Regions from separate parts of the Ovis aries genome. Here region 2 is linked to region 1. The links are chromatin contacts, called in public Hi-C maps. All regions are on one chromosome and are shown on one strand. Each heading gives the region's core, a stretch centred on a gene start, on an enhancer-like site or on the middle of the called end of the contact. The rest is flanking DNA. Distances are from core to core; before and after follow the strand shown. Region 1 overlaps ASAP1 (ArfGAP with SH3 domain, ankyrin repeat and PH domain 1). Region 2 overlaps ASAP1 (ArfGAP with SH3 domain, ankyrin repeat and PH domain 1).

What was found. Hi-C and Micro-C count contacts between places; a contact is called where the count stands out from the background.
Region 2: a contact with region 1 is called in a Hi-C map of liver, with 3 times the contacts expected there. The contact joins two enhancer-like sites. A contact is called at or near these places in 5 of 16 Hi-C or Micro-C datasets (liver, muscle, skin fibroblasts and 1 more).

The regions. Positions count from the first base shown.
Region 1 is chr9:23,353,796-23,358,483 of ARS-UI_Ramb_v3.0, reverse strand. The region is part of intron 1 of ASAP1 (ArfGAP with SH3 domain, ankyrin repeat and PH domain 1); the gene reads right to left. Among named protein-coding and RNA genes, the nearest start is that of ASAP1, 7.7 kb to the right of the region's middle. Within about 2 kb of position 2,698, at least 3 of the 54 cell types and tissues checked have an H3K27ac peak or open chromatin away from gene starts, as enhancers often do. A contact at or near this core is called in liver, where this site is marked.
Region 2 is chr9:23,578,384-23,583,071 of ARS-UI_Ramb_v3.0, reverse strand. All of the region lies in intron 6 of ASAP1 (ArfGAP with SH3 domain, ankyrin repeat and PH domain 1), which reads right to left. Among named protein-coding and RNA genes, the nearest start is that of TRNAC-GCA, 68 kb to the right of the region's middle. Within about 2 kb of position 2,626, at least 2 of the 54 cell types and tissues checked have an H3K27ac peak or open chromatin away from gene starts, as enhancers often do. A contact at or near this core is called in liver, where this site is marked.

The DNA of each region.
Region 1 (4,688 bases), core at 1,449-3,948:
CCTTGAACAAATATTTGAACAAATGTTCTCCTTAGGCCTCTCTTTCCTTAGGGACAAAAAGGCCTGGTGTGCTGCAGTCCATGGGGTCGCAAAGAGTCAGACATGATTGTGTGACTGAACAACAGGCCTCAACGATAAAAAAAAAATAACCAGCACAGAGGCTTCCCTCGTGGCTCAGTGGTAAAGAATCCACCTGCCAATGCAGGAGTCACGGGTTCGATCCCTGGTCCAGGAAGGTCCCACATGCTGTGGAGCAACTAAGCCCATGTGCCCCACCTACTGAGCCCACGTGGGGCAACTACTGACGCCGTCACACCCAGAGCCTGTGCTCAGTGACAAGAGGAACCACTGCAAAGAGAAGGCCACGAGCCGCACCTAGACAATAGACCCTGCTCGCCACTACAGAAAAGCCGACACAGCAATGAAGACCCAGCTCAGCCAAAAAGAAATAAATAAAAAGTAATTGATTGATTAAAAATACCCTGCACATTCCTATCAGAAGGACTGTGATCAGAAGTGACTCCTTCCTCACACCCTCCACATACTAAGAGCCTGCCCACCCTGGATCATAAATTCTTAGAGCACGTTTTCCCCAAAGGTTCTGCTTTCTGCCCCACTGGGGTACTCTCCCTTCCCTGCACACTCACGGCCATCCACGCCTGTGTAGCTTTGCTGCGGTGAGGACGGACATCAGTCCAAAACTGCAAACAGTTCCACATCTTTCTCTTCTAATCAGCTAGAAGAGGCTCTAGCCCATGGACCCTGAGTTTTCACCTTTGTCTCCCGGGTGCCTGGCACACAGCGGGATATGCAGTAAAAGTGTGTGCAGGGAAGACTCTCTAAGTTGAATTGGTCCTCGCTTTATTCCTTCCCTTGTTGATCCTGCAAATGAGAACTCATTTTTCCTTCCCCTGTTGATCCTGCAAATGGAACCCACTCACTTTTGTTTAGAACTGATTATGTGCCTGGCACTACTTTCTGTATATTAATATATGGCTTGGTTTAACACCTTTTAAAAAAAAAACCTGCAAGCTTTTTCAAAATTTACAGAGGAAGACACTGACGATCAGAAAAGCTAAGAGAAAAGTGAAAGGCAGATTCTCCCAAGGCCACATGAGGAATTAGGGCATGGAATTCAAGTTCAAGTCTTCAGAGGCAATGGTTGAGTGTGGGCCGTGAACACAGACAGCCTCGCTTAAAATCTTGCCACTTGTGAGGTGTATGACCTACGAGAAATTAGTCCCTGTGTGTCTGTTTCCTCCCACATAAAATGAGGAGAGAAAGAGTACCTGTTTCACAGGGTTGTTACAAGCATTAAACAAATTCATAGGAAAGCTGCTTAAAGCAATGTTTGATGTGTATTAATGTACGATAAGGGCTTTCCAGATGGCACTAGTGATGAAGAGCCTGCCTGCCAATGCAGGAGACATAAGAGACATGGGTTTGATCCCTGGGTTGGGAAGATCCCTTGGAGGAGGAAATAGCAACCGACTCCAGTATTCTTGCCTGGGAAATCCCATGGACAGAGGAGCCTGGTGGGCTACAGTCCATGGGGTAAATATTAGCTGTTGTTATTGATCTCGAGTCCAGCAGTTTTCCCATTGTATCATGACAAATGCTACTACTTACATCTACCAAATCAACCCAGGCATGAGAGTGACCTGACCAAAGGATAGACCCCACAGAGACCTTGATTTCCATCATCCAGAGGACTGTCTCAGAAAACAGCACGAAGGCAACACAATGTACAAATTCTATCCCACAAGGGCTCCCAGCTGCAGCTCAGCCCTCATTTGTGGGATCTGGCGGGGGGGGACCTCCCAGGGGAAAGAGACAGGAGCCATTCGGCCACCCCAGTACCCAACTATTGCCCATATGCCAGGGGACAGCCCCTTAGTCTGCACAAGCTTTGAGAACCCCGAAATGCCTGCAGCTCTTCCCTGAAAAACCCAGGGCCCCCGGTGGTGAGACAAGGTGGAGGCGGGTGGGGAGGGGAGTCTTCAAAACAAGGTGCAGCTGGAGGACACGGGGCCCCTTCCACCTTGAGGACAAGAAAGCCCCCGTACCCTCTGAGGCTCCCTCCTCCCACATTCGTGACCTCACGCAACCCGGGAAAGAGTCAGGGTCAGGACAGAATTATCACCACCTTTTGACTCGGGTGAGGTAGGGTGCTTCCAAGAAGGTAAGTGACTGCTTGTAACAGTCACATCACAGTCAATATCTAGTCAATTTCCAGACTAGAACTCTGGACTTCTGAGTCTCAATTCAGTGCTTCTTTCCATTAGTCTGTCTCCCACATCAGTCATTTGTCTTTTTCGAAACATACAATTCCTTTCTCTTTCCCTCTCTTCTTAAATACCTGTTGTCTTCTCTGTACTGGGAGTTACAAAGATAAATAAGACATTTTAAGGCCCAGCTCATTCCTGCCTCCCCAAACCACTGCTCTGCAGGGTGAACACGCAGAAAGTGTTCAAAGTGCTTGCTGCTCTGAATCACATCTTTGCTACTGGTCTGATAAAGATTCTGGTTTTCTTTTCTGGAAATGGCAGTTTTTACATTTTTCTAAGTGTTCTTTCTTTTCCTCGTTTGCAAAAGAAGACTCAGAGTATTAAGCTGGCTGGTCCCTGCTTGGTGCCTGCAGGACAGGACAGCTGAGAACTCTCCATAAGGCCACAACCCCACAGAGGTCCCAGCCTCCTTTGAAAGTGGGCCAAAACGATTCCTCTCTCCAGTGCAGAGAAATGACAAGAAAGCACATTCTGCCTCTGGGTCTGGATGGGGGAGAAAAAGGCTTCTGTGCGAACTCTGAGGCCCTAAATATGGACGCAGAGCTCAAAGATACTGGGGTTAAAAGCATGGACTGGGGTTAAAAGTCTCCGGTTCAGCAGTTAGCACAGCAGCATTTCCAAGACCTAGGAAACCCTCAGATCCTTGACTGAAGCACAAAACCAGCTCTGTAAATCCTCTTCTGCTACCCAGGAAAGGTGGGGTATGAACCACCTTGCCCTCCAAATCGGAAGATGCAGGAAATGGGAGAATAGGCTCCTCCAGAATTAACATAACAGGGCAGTCTGAAAAAGAATATCAGTACGTTTTAAAGTACAGATATGAAATAAAAATGAAGAATTCTCATGGAAGAATAAGACCCAAGGATTCAAAACCAATGGATTGGAAAGAGAACCAGAGGGAATTTCCAGAAGTAAAATGGAGAGTCATCAGAAATAGAAACTCAGTGACGAGAAAATTGAAGAAACGTGGTGACGTAGAAGCCAAGGCACTTGATTGCTCCTCCCTGCCCAGTGCCTGCCCTTGGCCTGCGCCCAGCACGAGGGGACAAGAGGAGTAAGCCCGAGCCCCCACCCGCGCCCCTTCAGATGCTCAGTCTGAAGGGGAGGCAACCAGACCAGCAAGTGTATTTCCATACGGGACGGCTGTGATGATCTTGCATTTCTGCACTCCCCGTGCGGGATGCTTTTCCTCCATGATTTCGGTTCGGTACAGAGAAGTGTGAGGACGCCAGGAAGGTGGGGTCTGTAGCAGACCCCAGCATCTCCTGGCTTCCTCTGGGCCATCCTGAATCAAGGTCACAATCACCATGGAATGTTGAGCCCTCTTCTACTTCCCCCCTTCAGTTTGCAAAAATCCTATTTGGAAATGTCAATACGAATAGTACAAGGAACACACATGCCCTTTACCCACCTGCATTGATGGTTAATATTTTACTCCTCTTGCTTTCTTTTCCTTTTTTTTTCCTCCCATGTAATTTTTATGTATTCAGAAAATACATATAGTTATTTTCTGAACCATTTGAGGGCAAGTTGCCTATATGATGGTCTTTTACTGAAGTGCCTTTCTGCATTTCTGATGGACTAGGCAGTTGGAATTAGCAGATGAAAACTGGTAGATATAGAATAGATACACAATAAAGTCCTACTGCACAGCACAGGGAACTATATTTAATATCCTGTGATAAACCAAAATGGAAAAGAATATGAAAAAAGATATATATATATATATATATATATATGATAACTGAGTCAGAAATTAACACATTTTAAAGCAACTATATTTCAAAAAGAAATATTATTTGTATTTTAATTTTTTAACAATTAAAAGAAGACTGTAGCTGTAAGAGGGACAAATGGTCTATTTTCTTTAATTAATTTTTATTGCAGGTAGTTGCTTTAAGATGTTAAGATTCTACTGCATAGGAAAATGAATCAGCCACACTTATAAATATATATCCCCTCCCTTTTAGGTTTCCCTCTCATTTAGATATCCCTCCCACTCGAAAGGATAATTATTTCATTACAAAACTACAATGAAACAGGCACCCAGTATCATCCCATAAGCAAGAGTTTTATAAAGGCAGATGCCTTGCTGGAAAAACGCATGATGAGTCTTGATGAGGGAAAGACGAGCCAGTCTGCAGAAACCACAAACAGGCCAGACCCTCTCCTTCTTGTCCTGCCCACGGATGCCTGGTGTAGGCCTGGTTCTCGGGAAGCCCCGCGACATCTGGGGGACGCGCTGACGGTCACGCTTCTTTACTCCAAGTCTAACCAGACTTCCACCTGGTATCCCTCCGTTGGAGAGATACTGCTTGCTCATTTCTGTTTTTCTAACGCTGTGCACTTTTTGCATTTCCTGACTTAGACCGGTAGAGGAAGGGGAAACGCCAAAAATAC
Region 2 (4,688 bases), core at 1,377-3,876, 220 kb before region 1:
ATTTAAGTAAATGACGGGTTAGATTTAACATCATTTCCTACATCAACAGCGAAACTGAAAGAAAGCACGATTTTCCTTTGCATTATGTGATTTCATCTGAGGATAATAATAAGAAAAGGGAGGGGAGGGCAGCTAAGATTTATAAGATCGAGATAAATGAGAAAGCAGAAGAAAAAAGCCTGTATAGGTATGCCTTGGTTTAAAAGAGTCAGGCCGACCCTAAGGGCTTCTTTAGTGTGCTTGAGAGGATTACTCAGTTAGTTGGTCAACCTTCAGAACTTTACTTTCATTTCCATGCATGCCATCTATAATCTGCTACGTTTAAACTAGAACAAAACCACAATGAAACTGACATCGAATCACATTTTCCTTGCCTTCCTTGAACATCTTTATCATACATTACGGGACATGCTTTACAACAAACTTTTACTTAGGAAGAACCTTGTCAAGGCAATTTAAGAAGCTGATAAACGTGTACAAGCACACGGGGCTCACCACGTACCAGGAGGACAAGGTGATGCCACTCAGCAGACAGGTTCTGTCTTCATTTCCCTGGTCAGAAACCAGGCACCTGCTGCTTTCTCTGCCTAGACCGCCCTACTCTCTCGGCTTGGTCCACATCTTATACGTTTTAAGACTCACTTCACTTGATCTTCAATGAGTATTTTAGAATTCAAAGAATTTCTCTTAACTCAGGGGTCCTCCAAACCCTGGGCCATGGACTGGCACCAGGCCACACAGCAAGAGGTGAGCTACAGGCTAGCAGGTGAAGCTTCATCTGTGTTTATAGCTGCTCCCCACTGCTCATTACTCACATTACTACCTGAGCTCTGCTTTCTCTCTGGTCAGCCCAGCTGATGTATTTCGAGGCCACCCGTGAAGAAAAAGAACCTTCCTACACATACCTGTGATGTTAAGTGCTGCTAAGAAACCAAATAAAAGTGTTCTCTACTTGTAGGGAGCAAAAACAGGAAGTTTTAAAAATCTGGTCCTAAATCCATATTCACCTTTCCCTACAGAATGAAGTAGCACTTTAGTACAAACTACTAAAAGATTCTGTATAAGCAATCTCTTAAATGGAAGGTGACAGTCAAGCTTAGCACAGAGGCCGGAACAGAGCGGACACTTAGTAAATGCTGGCTGAGTCGAGGCCACGCTTTTAGAAAAAGTCTTTTCTTTTCTTTCTTTTTAAAACTACTGAAGTGTTGGTATTTTCTAAATCTCTCAAAATGTCAGGTGTATCAAGCGACGCTTAGTGTTGTATGATGTTTCTATTTAAAGAAAAGAGCCTCTGCAAGCCCGAGAGGAGTTTCACAAAATATTGATTATTTGTGGCTCAGGTCAAGGGTCTCTCTTCTGGGAAGCCTTTCTGGGTCTCTGTGCTTTCTGGATGAATGGGTGAGGCAGTGAGTGAGTGAATAAAGGAATCTGCCTCTGGTGACCTAGCTTGGGAAACAGCAGAGCAGAGATCTGAACTCAGTTGTAACTGACTTCAAAGTCGTGTTACGCCTGCCAGCTCTCTGAACTTCCAATTTCTCAACCCAGCCGGGCAATTAGTCAATAAAAGGGCCATTCACTCTGAGTGGAAGACAGAGTCAGTTACTAGTTCCAGACGAAATCAGGAGGCTTGTTTCTTCCGCTTTAAACCTCAAGGTACCACAGGCAGGGAAATCCTCTAAGAAAAAGAGACAACACATAAACAAAGAGGCTTAAAATACTCGAAAATGATTCACTGAAATGGAAGAAAGAAAGAAATTCGAGAAGAATAGATGTGAAATGGAAAAGAAAATGAAAACAAAGAAACAGGACAGATGAAATGGACCCCCCGATCCAGCAGGAGGCCTGGGGGCCTGCCTGGTCCTAACATCTCAGGCAGCATTTCTCAGGGCGGGTGCATGGGAAGAAGCTAATGCTTCTTTTAGGACAAGAAAGCTGGTGGTCAAGGAAGTCAGGAAAACACTGGACCGGTCTCTTTCATTGCACGATGCCTCTAGCCTTTGATATACACGTGTGCGCAGTAAATTCTGCAAGGGTGTTAATTATGTGGTGCTTCTCAATCCAGAACTCAAGGCATGGGATTCGTGTTTCAAGGAAAACTTAGGGAAAGGTGTTTCACGTTCTGATATGCCCGCTTCCAGGCAAGACGGAAGCAGAAGCACGGGGCCCAGCCTGGCCACTGAGCAGAAGGGCTTACGGGGTGTGCACACCTCAAAGCACCGACTTGGCGGGTACCATGGAGCCTAAATCCCAGCCATGCTCCCCTCACCCATCCATCAGGGAGAAGACTGGTGGGGCTGTGCAGCACCTCTGCCAACTGGTCTGGGCTGGACAGGGTGGTCTCATCTGAGGGCCACAGAAAGTGGAGGTGAGGGGCAAATGCAGGCACCGTTCAGCAGGAGTCCAAACCAGTTCAAGACAGAACATTTAATGTGAAGCAAGAAGAATGCAGATAGGAGGCCAAGCCTGGGATGGCAATGGGAATCCAGGGAGAGGGGAAAGAAGCAAAGAAGCGGGTGCAAGGCAGAGACTGGCAGAATTTTCTGAGCCAAGAAAAGTTATCTGCATTTGCTTTTCACCAAGCAGCTCCAGATTTGGGCTGGAGAAGGCGGTCTGGAGGCTTCTGGGACTAACATCATGCAGCCAGAGGGCTGTTGATTATCTCAAAAACAGTGTTTGCCTTACTCTTGCAACATCCCTGCCACTATTTCGTTTGCTAGTCTTTAAATCTATAAAGAATAGAAGTGCAAATGTTAGCTGCTCAGTCGTGTCCAACCCTTTGCGACCCCATGGAGGCCAGGCTCCTCTGTCCATGGAATTCTCCAGGCAAGAATACTGGAGTGGGTTGCATTCCCTTTTCCAGAGGATCTTTCCTGACCCAGGGGTCAAACCTGGGGTCTCCTGCATTAAGTTATGTCTGTATCCTCTGAGAGGCAGGGAGTCCCGGGAACTGCTTAAAAGCAGAGTGGGGAGCAGACTGCCTGGGTTTCATGCTGATTCCACTATCCACTCGGGGCTCTGTGACTCGACTTTCTCAGCCATCCAGTAAGGATGATTATGGCTGCTACCTGGTGGGTTCCATGTGAGGAGCGAAGTGGGCTCTAGATGAGGCACAACAGTCTCACCACATCTGAGCAGTACTGCTCACCATATCCTCCGTTTGCTCTTTCTGCTCTCTGAGCCCCTGTAAATGGGGCCAGGAGCACAGTTTAAAGACACGGCTCCATGTGAGTCTCCAGTTTCTCTCCTCCTCTGCACAGAGGAGACAGAGCAGCCTCTCTCCGCCCTGGTCTGCGCATTGCTGTTACTGTACAGCTGAACCCTCGGTAGACATGGGACAGGAGGCGGAAATAACACCGCTCTGCTGTGTTAAGCGGTGCACATGTGGGAGCTAAGTTTATTACTGCAGCACAGCCTTGCCTATCCTAGCTGACGCCATGCAAAGTGACTGAAAAACAGTGCCTGGCGTGTAGTGCCCACACTGTAAAACACTGGCTGTCACTGCTATTTGTACAGACAAAAAGTTAACCATAAAAAATAATGAAAACTTTGCCTGCCTGAAAGCTTGGAGGATAAGATCAGATCCATCTTTATTTAAAAGAGAAGATCAGAAGCAAAATGTCAGGGACATCCTAAAGCATGGGGCACAAGCAGAGACTCCATGTTCCACGCTCAGCCCTCTGCTCTGGCAAATGAACCCCCTCTCAACAAATGCCAGTTCCACCCATCTCCATCCTCCTTTTTCTTTTCCTCCTTTTCCTTCCTTCTCTCGTAGACCCACAACGCTAAAAACCTGTCTTTTGCAGCATCAAAATGCTGTTCTGTGAATCTCTTTCAAGTCAACACTTGACAGCCACATAACCACAAGCACACACACTCTAAATGAAAAGTGTTATTCACTGCATGTAGCATTCACAAGATGGAAACCAATACTGTTTCAAATGCATTCTTTGAAATTCTTATCTAAAACACTTTTAATGGAAATCTTGAAAAAAAGAAAAACATGTTACATTGGGCCAGAGGATATCAGGATCTCTATATATTGGATGTATTTAAGATAAGGTACACCTGTACTGAATGTATAATTCAAATCCTATACACAGAATGATGGTTTAGTTATACAGCGAAGTACTATGGAGCCTGTGGAAGTGGATTCTGCCATTTTATTTGTCTGGTCATGGAGAGCTAACAAGCTTTAAAAGAAAGTATGCAAAATATATGAGTAACAGAAGGTTTAAAAAAACCAAAACTTGGTTGGCCAGAAAGTTCATTTGAGTTTTTCCCCAACACCTTATCCGAACAAACTTTCTGGCCAACCCAACATTTGGCAGCGAAACCTGACCTGAATGCACGTGGTGGTTAGGCTGGACTTGAACTGAGGCGGGAATTCTCATTTATCCTACTTCATGTAACTGTTCACCCGAGGAGTCACCAGGGGGCGCTACACAACACTGCATATAGCAAGTGCACCCTGCCAGCTCTTCTGGAATCTGTACAAGTCTGAATCTGGAAAAACATCTAGCCCCAAGAGTTCTGGAAAAGAGCCCATGGAGCTGCATCTCTCTCTCTCTCTCTCACACACACACAAATGTGTGTATAAATTATCAGTATCTCTGTGTATAAATCTGTGAAACACTTTCAAAGGACAGACTATAATATTAGTATTCCCAGAAGTTAAGAATTATGTAATG